2 separate regions of the Mus musculus genome follow, and region 1 is linked to region 2. The links are chromatin contacts, called in public Hi-C maps. All regions are on one chromosome and are shown on one strand. The core of a region is the stretch at or near the end of the contact, and the rest is flanking DNA. Distances in the headings are between cores, read along the strand shown. Region 1 holds the start of A330008L17Rik (RIKEN cDNA A330008L17 gene). Region 2 has its middle 140 kb from the start of Gm31892.

Region 1 (6,963 bases), core at 2,105-4,604, 3.3 Mb after region 2:
GTCTTTGCTGCTCTGTTATAAAACACTTTAATCCAGGATACAGGCACCTCCCCTGTAACAGTTGAAACGTATACATCAAGTAAGGTGAGGTAAGAGCTACTCTAAAATGTTCTGCCTTTTAGCCAGATCTAAACTGCATCAGAACATTAATAAATGCATCCTATACACCAGAAGCAAAGTCATGAAGTGCTATGCTACATTTTAGAGTGCAGCGATTTAAACATTTGGAGTCTGGAGGGATTTTAGAGACAATACATGATAATGCAGAATCACTTTTTAAATAACAGTAAGAGTTAGAATTTTTAAAAAATTCTTGGGGTTAAAAGTTTGATAGACAGAATTATACCACAGGTCTTAGTAATTCTTAGCCAATATCTCAGCCAATTTGTGATGGTGAGCACTTGACTTTACTCTCATGCCATAGTCTTTGGAGCAGAATGAAAAGTCTAGGCAGCCTGGAACAATTCTGAATGAAGCCATCCTGGAAGTGGCAGAATGGATCCTCTCTTTTCAGGATTTTTCTCAACTCCTTACCCTCTTCTGAGGCCGGGAATTGGGGGAGGGGAAGAAAAATGAAGAAAGAGAGAAATGTATATATCAAAGATTCAAAGGTCCTGTACGACTCTTGCAGCAGAAAATGACTGTGTCACAAGGAGTTTTCAATCTGCTAAAGCTGACTTAAAGAATGCTGCTATCTCTTTTATTATTTAATGAGGGGGTTAGTCATAGAATTTCAGCCATAGAGGGAAGTGGGTAAACCTATTTGCACAGCGCGATTATGAAGAGCTCTCTTTGATGGGAAAAATGTATGGCTCAGAAAGGAACCTTCAAAGGTGCAAGTCTTCCCAGTAGAAGAAACACACACACACACACACACACACACACACACACACACACACGCACATGCACGAGCACACACACACACATACACACACCCTACACATCCACCCACACTCACACACATTACAGACTAAAGCTCTGCAAAACCGGACACAGGCAGATGAAAGGCTGTATGTAGCCAGGGAGAAATTTCAGTGGTGTTTAGCAGAAACGACAAGGCTCATTTTGCATGCAGTGAAGTACAGCAGCGAGACTGAATGGATGGAAAATCCCACTTTCAAATCTTACATAAATATCTCTTTCGCGCATATAGTTTTCCAGTTGAAATGCTCAAATAATGAAGGTAGAGGTGACAGTCTAGCGAGGGCTTTTAAGCATCCAGATGGCTGTCAAAGTGTTACAAAAGAGGAGAGGAATGTTGAAACGGTCCCAGGCAACCCCAGTTTCTCTATCTGCCTGGCGCTGGTCCCTGATGTGAGAGGATACCGCTCTTGCATACTATCAGAGTTCTTCTCATTCTTTGAAATACAGAGCAAAAAAATAGCTGCTAATCTGGTTAGCAGCTGCGTGGCGCAAAGGGATTGTTGGGACCGTGCCCCCTAAAGAGGAAACTGCTTGCAATCTTCAGAAACCATGGCAAAGTTGAAAAGGCCCCTTCTCCCTCCCAGTTGCTTGGTTATAAGCTCTGCCCTTTAATTGGAGATGAAGTGAGCAGCTGCCAGCCTGATTTTCCATTACAGACTAATGTTGTGCGTTTACGACAATAAACAATTAATGTTGTTTGATTTCTTACGTTTAGCCATCCAAGCTAACAGCTGCCATCTCCGCTCAGGAGGCTAACAGGCTAGTCACTGTCGTGTCTCAAATTGTATGCCTTCAGGCAAGGGGCCACCACCACAAAACTTTGAGAATTTTACAGCATTGGGCAAGGTGAGGTTTTAGTCTTAGGAAGAAGGAAAAAAATCGGAGGAATTGTTGGATACCTGTTGGTATCAGCATCGGAGGCATCACGTTTACCCGGTTTACCAGGCTTGGCTAGAGCCTTAGGAAACCAGGGTAGGTCTCTTATGAACCTGTTACCACGCTGGCGGAACATAGCCAGGAGTCCCTTTCGCCTGCTGTCTGGCAGGGGCGCGGCTGGACCCCCAGGGTTGGCTAAAGCTAAGCACGGAGATCACTGCGAATCTTTATGCACTGTGGGCTCTGGGATAGGGAGAAGTCATTGGGTGCTTGGGAGGGCTGTGGATGCGGGCTCGCTGCTACTGACTGGTCTGTCTGTGGGTCCTAAGCCAGTGCAGAGCAGCATCTTGATGACTACAGAGTGGCTAGGTGGCCCCGGAGCTCCGCAAGTTTGCAGCTGGCACCGCGCCCCCGGGCTGGAACAGACACTTGTGGAAAATCCTGGCGCTGGGGCTTTCGCAGCAGAGCGGTAGCCCTCGGCCCAACCGAGGAGGTCGCCCTCCCACGACTAAGAGGTGGGGACATGCGGAAAACAAGGAACCTGCTCCTCTAGCCTCTCAACGCGCTTTCCTCTCGAGCTCGCTGCCTCCTCTGGGCAGGAGGCGAGTATTTCCCTTTCACCGCACCGACCCCGCAGTGAAGGCGCACCGCTGCAGCAGCGCCTGCCTGCGTCTCCAGGGTGAAACCGACAAGCGACTGCAAAGAAGGAACGGGTGGCGCGGGAACTGGAGGTGGGCAAAATGGGGCTCCGAGAGCAGTTTGCAAAACAGGTTAGGTAGAAGGCAACCCCATCAGCTACAGAAGCAACGAAAGGAGATGCGGCTCGGAGGGTTATCAGTGCTAGCGTTCCTCCATCCCCCAGGTGCGTATGGTGAGTGAGGGCGCGTGGGAATTCCTAAAGGAAGCAATCCCCTCGGCTCTTCCCCGCCCGGAGGCGTACGCGGATAGGGGATAGTACTTACTCAGGTCGGGCTCCGGGATGCGGAAAAGCCTCAAGACTCTGGGTTCATAAATGGCTGGAGGAGCTGAGGGTCAGTTCCCGAGAACAGCTAATGTCCACGAATCCCCGCGCGCAGGGTAATCTCCTCCGGGTCGCGTTCATGCCTCTCAGAGCTGTGGAGCCTGGTGCGGGGATGCGAAGCCGGCGCGCTGGGCTCTGCGTCCACAGCCTAAAAGTACAGCTCCGGTGTTGACGCTCAGGTCTATGCCCAAAGTGACAGTGGCGGAGCTTGGAGGAGGTAGGGAGATTCCAAATCCATCCACTAATTCTGGGCCGAGCGCTCCGGCTTGCGAGCCCGCCTGCCTGCCAAATGTAACTGTGAAGTGATGTGGAAAAGTGAGCCGGGTGCCTCCCCTGACGGATCTCATTGGGCAGAGCTCAGAGGCAGGTCTACCACTTGGAAATTCATGTAAGCAGTCCCCCACCCCGCCCCCTCCCTGCCTTGCCCCTGCGCTCTCCCGCGCTTGGTTTCCACTCCCTTTCCTCCTACCAAGAGTGCGCACAACTTTTCGCTGGTCGCTCACGAGCACGCCCAGCGCGCCTCCGCCGCCGGAGTCACCGGGTGAAGATGAGCCCTTCCAAGCTTTGCGCGCAGCCCGCCGCGCCGCCAAGCTCTTGGATAAAGACTGCTGGCAGATCAGAAAAGGATGCGCAGGAGGTACCCTCCAGCTTTCTCTCTCTAGGTCTCACCTGAGCCCCAAGGCTAACATTATCTTGAAAAGCATCTCAGACGCCCAAAGCTGGTTTCTGTGGAGGGCGAGGATGCGGCAGCGCGTGGACCATTCACCTTTTCCCTCATTCTGAAGACGTCTTGCATAAGGAATTGCATGTTTGCAAGACCACTGCCTGATAAAACTACTGGTTTCATGGGGGTGGGTCGATCAGTCCTAATGCCCTAGGGTTGCTACTCCTTTGGGAGGCGGGGGGGGGGGGGAAGGGACGGAGGGGGGAGATAAGGGACAGTAGAGGCAGTCAAGAGAGATTTGCAGAGAAGTGAATGGGCAGGAAAAGGGTAGAACTTGCTGTGGCCATAAAGAGAGGGTCTGGAAAGCTGTGTCAGAGTGGCTCTGACATGCTGCCCTCCCTCCCCCCTCAGGGGGAGAGTACTGTCCTTGCATCTCCCCTTTTTCTACCAAGTGATGCCCTACCCTTGGATTGCCCAGTCTAATGATAGAATTTCGTAAGCACTCAGTTGTTTTGTTTTTTTTTTAAACAAAACAAATCAAAATCCGCACCCAAGTATAAGCCAATGCATATAGGGGCCACAGACCCATAGACCCAGGTCTCTTTTCTTGTGGCCATCAAGACTAACACGTGGAAATATTCAGCGGCATCGATCTCTGTTTGTCATTTAAACACTGTGAAATACATGACAAATTAAACATCCCTTACCTTTCTTCAAAACTCTCTTCCATGGAAGACAGGGGTTTATCTGTTTTCTGACTCACTAGACTAGACGTGAGCTCTGAAGATGGGTTTTTGACCATCTGGGGACAGAGCTGCAGCAGAAGGGGTGCAGAGGAGCAGACGCACGGGCTGTGGAGCCTGTACTGTCTGACTCGAATTAATGAGACGCAGTGAGCAGAATGGAAAAATAGGCACAATATGCTTATAATACTTATGCAAATTTGGCTTTTTGATGCTGTACCTAACCTCTCACGGTAAAAAGTTGAAGACATTGGCTATCAGGTTATTATCTGTTTGATTCACATTCTCGTTACCCTAAAGAAAGAAACTTGGTAAATTATTTGGGTGGGGGACACTAAAGAAAGAAACTTGGTAAATTATTTGGGTGGGGGACACTAAAGAAAGAAACTTGGTAAATTATTTGGGTGGGGGACAAGGGGTATTTTACCCCTCCAGCAGTTGCTGTTTGTTCTCTATTCAAAGGCTGTGTTCGCTTATGAGGAGGCATTCTGGCTTTGGCTAATTCTGTCTTAGAAAAGAACAGCAGTCAAACTCAATCAAATTATAACTGCCGTTAGACTAGACAGTCCCAAGTGGACAAAGAAATAGATCACACCTTCGGTTGTGCTTAATTTTCAGACATTCATTTTCACTTTGAACAAATGGTCTGAGCCTTTCCTTGGGGTACTTTCTTACATCTAGGAGAAGGAAAAAAAGGTCATATGTTCCTGAAGGCTGCGGATTGTCACAAGTAACAAAGTCATCTCAAAAGAAAAGACTGCCGGAGAGAGGATATCCTCTGATCTAATTTTCCTAAAAAGTAAAACTCAGCTGACAAGCCGAAGGGATTCAGAATCCAATGTCACCAAGTTCAGTTATAAATTTGTTTCAGTCATTGAAGCATGTTTACTCTTGCAATATCAAAGCATGTTATCTTCACTAACTCTTGGACCCCTGAAATTTAAGGTGACCCTATCCACATCCCTAATCTCTATGTGAAGCTCTGCAGTTGGACTTTCCTGACAGTTTCTTAAGGGAGGTCTGGGTGATTAAGAAGTGTGAAAGAGGATTAAGATAATGTTAAAAGCCCTATCAGGATATTTCTAAAATAATCAGGGATGCTGAAAGGCAAAGGCATTTGTCTCTTTCACAATTCCACCCACACTTAATAGAATGCAGTGCAATGTCTTGGTGGTGAGACTGTACTTCCTCAAGAAGGTGTTTTCTTTTCAGCATACTCTCTGGAGTCACACAAGTTCCCCAGGAGGAAGATGGTACTACACCAGCTTTTTCTAATGGTGACCCAAATTGCTTGCCTGGTGGAACTTCATTAGGAAGGATTAGTGAGGAAAGCTTTGATGGGACCAGAGTATAATCGTAGGGCACAATCACATCCACAGACAAAATGGAAACTTATCAGTGGTGGGAAAAGTTGGAGAAGGCCGGATGATCCTATCTGACTCCAGAGACTGCCAGATAGGCAGTTGAGTTCACTGGGATGAAGAGTGGGTAAGATGAAGATAGGCTTCAAGAAGTGATGCTTGTTGGTTTTCACTATGAACTGAAACTTTGTTTAATGGAGACAATACAAAGAAGTGGCTAGTTATTTAAAAGTTTAATCAAAGCCACCAGTTAGTATGCTTATAAGGAAGGGGAACATAGAATAAGGGGAGAGATAACTATACTTTCTCCATTTGAACAGGGAATGGCAGCATATCTACTATTGGCTGAATTAAGATGCACCCTTCTACCCTCTGTTCCCCCTTCAGCACACATTTATAACTAAACTAAAGTAATCAAAAAACAAAAGCAGATGTTTACTATGATATAATGACAGTGAAGTTTGCTTGCTTGGTTGGTTTTCTCCTATTTTAGTCTTTGGTGAACTAATGAACTCGAAGGTTTCTCTCTGATTCTACCAGGTTCAAAACTGTGGAGGGCAGAGTCTGTGAATGAAGGGTTTTTACATTGGGATATCAGCCTATAATGTTACCACTTTCAGTAAAAAAAAAAAATTAAAAAAAATTAGTATCTACGATCTGAAGCAGCCCAAACAAATACAGTGTGAAATACACACAGTCTTCTCTGCAAATTTCCTAAGAATGAACAATTTTAGAACAGTGCTCATCCTGGGAGGGCAAAGGATATGTTGGAACAATGACACAATCAAATATCACTTTGGAGATGGCATTAGAGCTCAGTGGAGAGTGATTGTCTACTGTTCAGTAAGCTAACTGTTCAATCCCTAACAGAGACCCAGAGGTGGGGCAAAGAAGACTGGAGAAAAGAAAATTAAACCTCTTTTAAGAAGGTTTGTTGATTTATATTCATTTATCTGTATATGTATCTAACTGTGTGTGCAGATGCCTGCAGAGGCCAGGAGAGGGCATCAGATGTCCAAGAACTGCTACAGGTGACTGTGAGCTTCTTGAGTAGATACTGCGAATAGAACTGTGGTCCTGTGAAACAGCCGTAGGTGCTCTTGATCACTGAGTCATCTGCCTAACCTCTCAATCTTTATCTTAAAGTACCGTATTGAGGAGGTCTTAAGAACAAAAGAGCCTTTCCGAAAAGTTAATAAATATTTAATTAAGCAGGATAGCTTTAAAAAAATTATATGAGATTGTTTTAAACCAACCCCTTAATAAAATCATTAAAGGATATGACGGTGCCCAAACCAAATCACGGAGCAATTATGGGGATTTCCCCAAGACAAAGGTACTCGGCCGGAGGGCCTTCGATGGGTTCTGCCTCAA
Region 2 (6,555 bases), core at 2,384-4,883:
CCATCCAATAGAATAAAACGACAGCATTTTCAACAAATGGTGTTGGTTCAACTGGCCGTTAGCATGCAGAAGAATGCAAATTGATCCATTAGTATCTCCTTGTACAAAGCTCAAGCCCAAGTGAATCAAGGAACTCCACATAAAACCAGATATCCTGAAACTAATAGAAAAGAAAGTGGGGAGCCAGGCATGGTGGCACAAGCCTTTAATCCCAGCACTCGGGAGGCAGAGGCAGAGGCAGAGGCAGAGGCAGAGGCAGAGGCAGAGGCAGAGGCAGAGGCAGAGGCAGAGGCAGAGGCAGAGGCAGAGGCAGAGGCAGAGGCAGAGGCAGAGGCAGAGGCAGAGGCAGAGGCAGAGGCAGAGGCAGAGGCAGAGGCAGAGGCAGAGGTAGGCTGATTTCTGAGTTCGAGGCTAGCCTGGTCTCCAATGTGAGTTCCAGGACAGCCAGGGCTTTACAGAAAAACCCTGTCTCAAAAAACAAAACAAACCAAACAAACAAACAAACAAACAAACAAACAAAAAAGAAAGTGGGGAAGAGCCTCAAGCACATGGGCACAGGGGAAAATTTCCTGAACAGAACACGAACAGCTTATGCTTTAAGATCAAGAATTGACAAATGGGACCTCATACAATTACAAAGCTTCTGTAAGGCAAAGGACACTGTCAATAGGACAAAAAGGCAGCGGACAGATTGGGAAAAGATCTTTACCAGCACTATATTAGCCCACTAGAGGGCTAATATCCAATACATACAAAGAACCCAAGAAGTTAGACTCCAGAGAACCAAATAACCCTATTAAAAATGGGGTACAGAGCTAAACAAAGAATTCTCAACAAAGGAATGGCTGAGAAGCACCTAAAGAAATGTTCAACATCCTTAGTCATCAGGAAAATGCAAATCAAAACAACCCTGAGATTCCACCTCACTCCAGTCAGAATGATTAAGATCAAGAACTCATGTGACAGCAGATGCTGGCAAGGATGTGGAGGAAGAGGAACACTCCTCCACTGGTGGTGGGATTGCATGCTGATACAACTCTGGAAATCAGTTTGGTGGTTCCTCAGAAAATTGGACATAGTACTACTGGAGGACCCAGCTAAACCACTCCTGAGCATATACCCAAAAGATGCTCCAACATATAACAAGGGTATATGCTCTACTGTGTTCATAGCAGCCTTATTTATAATAGCAAGAAGCTGGAAAGAACCCAACAGAGAAATGTCCCTCAACAGAGAAATGGTACATTTATACAATGGAATACTACACAGCTACTAAAAACAATGAATTCATGAAATTCATAGGCAAATGGATGGGAGTAGAAAATATCATCCTGAGTGAGGTAACCCAATTCCAAAAGAACACACATGATATGCATTCACTGATAAGTGGGTATTAGCTCAGAACCCAGAATTCCCAAGATACAATTCACAGACCAAATGAAGCCCAAGAAGAAGGAAGTTCCTTCTTAGAAGGAGGAACAAAATATTTATGCGAGGAGATACAGAGATAGAGTTTGGAGCAGAGACTGAAGCACAGACCATCAAGAGACTGCCCCAGCTGGGGATCCATCCCACATACAGTAACAAACCCAGACACTATTGTGGATGCCAACAAAAGCTTGGTGACAGAAGCCTGATATAGCTGTCTCCTGAGAGGCTCTGCCCATGCCTGACAAATACAGAGGGAGATGCTCATAGTCAACCAATGGACTGAACAAAGGGTCCCCAATGGAAGAGCTAGAGAAAGGACCCAAGGAGCTGAAGGGGTTTGCAGCCCCAAAGGAGGAACAATATGAACTAACCAGTACCCCCAGAGTTTCCAGGGACTATACCACCAACCAAAGAGTACACATGGAGGGACCTATGGCTCCAGTTGGATATGTAGCAGAGGATAGCATTGTTGGACATCAATGGGAGGAGAGGCCCTTGGTCCTGAGAAGGCTCCATGTCCAGTGTTGGGGAATGCCAGGACAGGGAATCGGGAATGGGTGGGTTGGTGAGCAGGGATGGGGGGGCGGGATGAGATAGGGGGTTTCGGAAGGGAAACCAGGAAAGGAGATAACGTTTGAAATTTAAATAAGGAAAACATCTAATAATAAAAAAAAGAAATAAAAAGAGAGACAGGAAACAAATCAATCCTTTGGTGGCCCGTGTTTACTGCTTTGAGAGAGCATGCTGGACACTGTATGGGAGAAGAAAGCCGACGGGCAGCCAAGGCCCTGTGTTGAGTTGAGAAGACTGAGGTGCTGAAGATGTGCGGGTTCTCTACAGAGAATCTCAGAGTGGAGAGTACTTACCAGTGACGCTCATCAGCGTGTGGGAGATCGCACAAGTCCACTCAGACCGTGTGTGGGCGGCACTCAGGTATTGTGTAGGGGAAAGCACACGTTTTTTACTCTGATCACGAGTTTCTGAGGGAGGCCACTTGAAGACTCGTGTTGTCATCTTTTCCTGACCACTCTGAGGCAGACTCATTAGGGAGACGAAGCAGGTCGCTAGAGATAAGAAGGCGGCCGACGCTGGTATCAAATGTTGGCGAGCAAGCAAATCCGATAAGGACTCCAGCTTGGCAGGCTGCTGGCAGGAAACAGATTGCCACCTCAAATGGGGGTGGTTTGAGGTGAGGAGTCTTACTGAATAAAGAGACTTAGCCAAAGTGTAGGCAGGCCGAGGGGACTCCACGACACGGTGCTTTTTAAAAGCCTCGGATAGAGGAGGGTGGCGATGAGGCTGGCTACCAGTGGCAAGAGTTGGAAGAGGAGCAGTTACAGAACGCAGCACGAGGAAGCTTTGTGGAGACCAGCTGAGGGACTCTATTTTTAAAATCTAAATTTTCAATCGGCACAGTAACTGTACATGCATTTGAGGTATAGTGTGATATTTCAATGCATGCTTATGATGCATAAGGATCATATCAGGGAAACTGACAAATCCTTACCTCAAACACCTGTTATTTAAAAATCTTAGCTAGTAATTATTAACTAGAGTTACCCTGCTGTGTTGCCACACATTAGTAGCTTCTCCAACCCCGTACCTGTTAACCATCCCTCTCCACCTCGCCCTGCCCTTTCCTCCCCAGTCTCTGTAGCCACCATCCTCTGAGATGAACTATCTCCCTTTGCGTATATCAGTATGGCAACTATTTTTCTGCACCTGTTTATTTCACTTAATGTCCTTTAGACTCATCCAGGGCATAGACAGAAAAATGACAGGATTTCGTTCTATATTTTTTCCTCAATGAAAAGCTCTCTCTTTGCATGAAAGGACTCTGCTCTGCTTTGACTAACCCCAGTTGGAAACAAGGTAGTAAGCTGATATGATTCGTTTAGATTGGGATCTACAAACGGGGCATCTTGGAGGAGACTCGGGAGTGGGTCGGAAGAGGGTGAGCACAGAGACTGCCAAACCCAATTGGCTGCTGGAGATTACCACGAAAGATCACCGGACAGCTTCCGAGGCAGCAGTGACTTTGAGGGTGGGTTGCAGAAAGTGAAACAAGGCTAGGTGGGGGCTACCGTGAAACAGAGAGTCTGGAGGAGTGTCTGGGAGTACATTTTGGGTGGTATGTATGAGTCAAGCTGGCAGCTGCCCTTCACGGTTCCATGGTGAGCTATAGAAAACCACAGGCTCAGAATAGTTTCCTGATTTCCTAAGAGCGCTATGTAATTTTCCAGAGTGCTGGGGATGACAAAGATAGATCCAAGTAACAGGCACAAATGAGGACCAGCGTGTAAGAGAATGTGGGTTCTCCTCTATAGTCCGTGAAACGCATAGACAATTTCTACACTGGGAATTGTGACTGTTCGCCCATGTGTCTATGTTTCCCGTGTGAAAGCAGGAATTGGTGTTTACCCAGCTTCCTATCCCTACAATAAGTACCAGGGAGAGTAAGTTACAAAGATAGCAAGCTTGTTTTGAGTCACTCATTTGGAGGTTTCAGGCTATGATGGGTAGGTAGGCTCCTCATTTTGGGGCAGGCAGCACTTCATGGTGGGAGCAAACATTGGGGAAACTGCCAAAAATGAGAGACAGTGAGGAACTGATTTTATTTCCATCTCGATGTTACTTTTTTTGTGTCTGAGACAGTGCTACCTTGTAGCAAGCTTGCAGTGATCCTTCTGCCTGTCTCACGTGTGCTGGATTACAAACGGGCGGGTATTCTGTCTCCAATTTGATATTAAAACATTCTGTTGAATTTATGATTATGCTAAATATATTTCTCTTGTTTAAGAAATATTCTTAGCCTTATTTATTTTCATTTCATTTTTGCATCGCATGGATGTTTGGCTCCCTTGTATGTCAGTGCACCGCATGCATGCAGTACTTATAATGGCCAGAAGAGGGCACCAGATACCGTGATATTGGCGTTACAGCCCGGTGTGAGCCTCCAAGCAGGTGTTGAGTATCAAACCAGGGCCATCTGGAGGAGCTGCAAAGCTCCTAGCTCTTGGGCCGTTTCTCCAGCTCCATTCAGTACTATTTTCCAACCCTTTGATTTTTTTGACAGTGTCTATCTCTCTGTGACATTATATTACTTGAAATAAATTTTTGTTTACTAACAAAACACAAATATGAAGTCCCATACTAGTAAATTAATCTGGATGACAAATCAGTAAACCTAGAAATTCAAGGTTCTCAGAAGAAGGTGAAATTAGAATCTCAAAGATGTGGCCTGGCAAGTCCAGGGTGGGTTTTGCAACTCCCCTCTCTACAGACAGAAGCACATAGAGAAGAAATTAATCCATTTAAAATAAAAGAGGGCTGGAGAGTTGACTCAGCACTTAAGAACATTGTTGCTTTTGACCTGGGTTCTGTTCCCAGCACCTATATCAGCTAGCATCTTACAAACTGTTTGTAATTCCAGTGGATTTGACACCCCTTTTGGCCTTCTTGGGCACCTGTATGCATATGGTACAAACCCCCAAAACCCAACAACACCTCAGAGTTATTAAATCAAATTGAGCTTAGTATTTCTTGATTTTCCTGGCTTGTGTTAACTGTCTGTGATGCTTAATATTGATTGTCAATATTAACCTATTAACAGGCTCTGGACTTGACTATGATACAAAGTCTCTGATCACACTTGTGAGAGATTATCTAGATGAGGATAGCCTTGGTACTGCTGCAGAGGAAGCATCTAGATTAAGCTCATTGTGGTAGGAAGACAAATCCTAAAGGTGGGCGGCGCCATTCCTTGGGCTTGGGTCCTGACTGCAGAGTCAATGCCTCCAGCCCCTGTGCTAGGATTTCACTGCTAGGGTGGGCTGTGCCCTTGGGCTGTGAGCCCAAGATAGCCCCTTTCTCCCTTAACTTGTTTTTGTCAGGGCATTTATTACATCGATAGGATAAGTAACGAATGCACTCTTTTTCCAAATCATTTAAATGACTAAAATCGGGTTAGTAGGCATAGCTGTGAATCAAAAGCAGCTTTTCCTGCTTCTGGAGTATGCGTGCTTCATAAAATATGGCCTCTCCCATGCCAAGACTCAGCAACAGTTCAGTTCTTTAGGAGCAGCTCTAGTGTCATGCTTACAGTAGATTGACTAAAGTATCCGTTTTTGCATAACTCCTGGAAGAGCTGAAGTGGTATGATTCTTGATTTTGCAGATATTAATCACAGCGATCCTTCATGTTGTAAGGGGTCTAGGAAGACTTTGTAATCCTAACCAGCTCATTTAATGCTTTGCTTTTTATTAAAACATTCATACTTATGTTTTTGGCTACTCAAATTATTTTATTTTGAATATGTTACTTTTGGGTGTGTGGGAGATGCTGTTTAAGTAAAGGCTGCCTCCCATAATATTCTGAGGGCTAGACATTCAATCTTATGTATTTAAAATTAAATCTTCAAACCCAACACAATGGTTACTTTCTCATATACTTTATCGAAAGTGATAATAGTGGATGGATTTTTTTCCCCACGAGCTGTGCTTATTTCCTACAAAATATCAGGCTTCCATTTCATTAAATTTAGCATTTTTTTTAAAAAAGAAATAATATGATGGTATTGAAAGAAAGGAAATAAAATTCTTAGAAAGATCTCACAAAAGTATTAATAGATGAGATTTGAATAAGGCTGATCAAATGCTGGGGTGGATGCTTTTTTTGTGATTGCCTACATTGTCTGGAAACTGTTCAGGAGAACAAAGGGTTTTATGGATGAAAGACTGGTATGAAGAAACATGAATGTCAACTCAGGCTCTGAGAGACAGTCTGCTAATGAAATATTCTAAAAGTCATTTTCAAGGTGGTTGAAAGTTCTCACTGATGTGCACCAATGCTTTTGATAATTTTTTTTTATATATCAAATAATTACGGAAGTGTTGGCTCTGGGGACAGAGAAAATAACATTGCACCCAAATATTGTGGAAGGCTGATGCCTTGCACTTCCTCTCTGTGATGGAAATGAGCAGGCGTCTGATAACAACACGCTGGTAGTAAGTTTCTTGCATCTTACCTGAGAAAAAAAATAACTTTTCTCTGCTCTCTAGGTTATGATGATTACCTTTGATCTGCGATTTCTTACCTTAATGGTTAGGTTTTTGTGTGAAGTCT

The links. A called contact is a pair of places that touch in the nucleus more often than the background predicts.
Region 1: a Hi-C map of cerebral cortex shows a contact between it and region 2, with 8 times the contacts expected there. The contact joins the promoter of A330008L17Rik here to the enhancer-like site in region 2. A contact is called at or near these places in 5 of 39 promoter capture datasets (cranial neural crest, frontonasal cranial neural crest, hippocampal neurons and 2 more) and 9 of 484 Hi-C or Micro-C datasets (cerebellum, cerebral cortex, cortical neurons and 2 more).

Annotation. Positions count from the first base shown.
Region 1 is chr8:99,413,320-99,420,282 of GRCm38.p6, forward strand. A330008L17Rik (RIKEN cDNA A330008L17 gene) reads left to right here and starts at 3,355. Exons shown (of 5, transcript NR_132435.1): 1 at 3,355-3,458. It overlaps Cdh8 (cadherin 8), which reads right to left and starts at 3,152. Exons shown (of 12, transcript NM_007667.3): 1 at 2,763-3,152.
Region 2 is chr8:96,148,713-96,155,267 of GRCm38.p6, forward strand. No RefSeq gene overlaps it. Among named protein-coding and RNA genes, the nearest start is that of Gm31892, 140 kb to the left of the region's middle. Within about 2 kb of position 3,634, at least 18 of the 459 cell types and tissues checked have an H3K27ac peak or open chromatin away from gene starts, as enhancers often do. A contact at or near this core is called in cerebral cortex and hippocampal neurons, where this site is marked.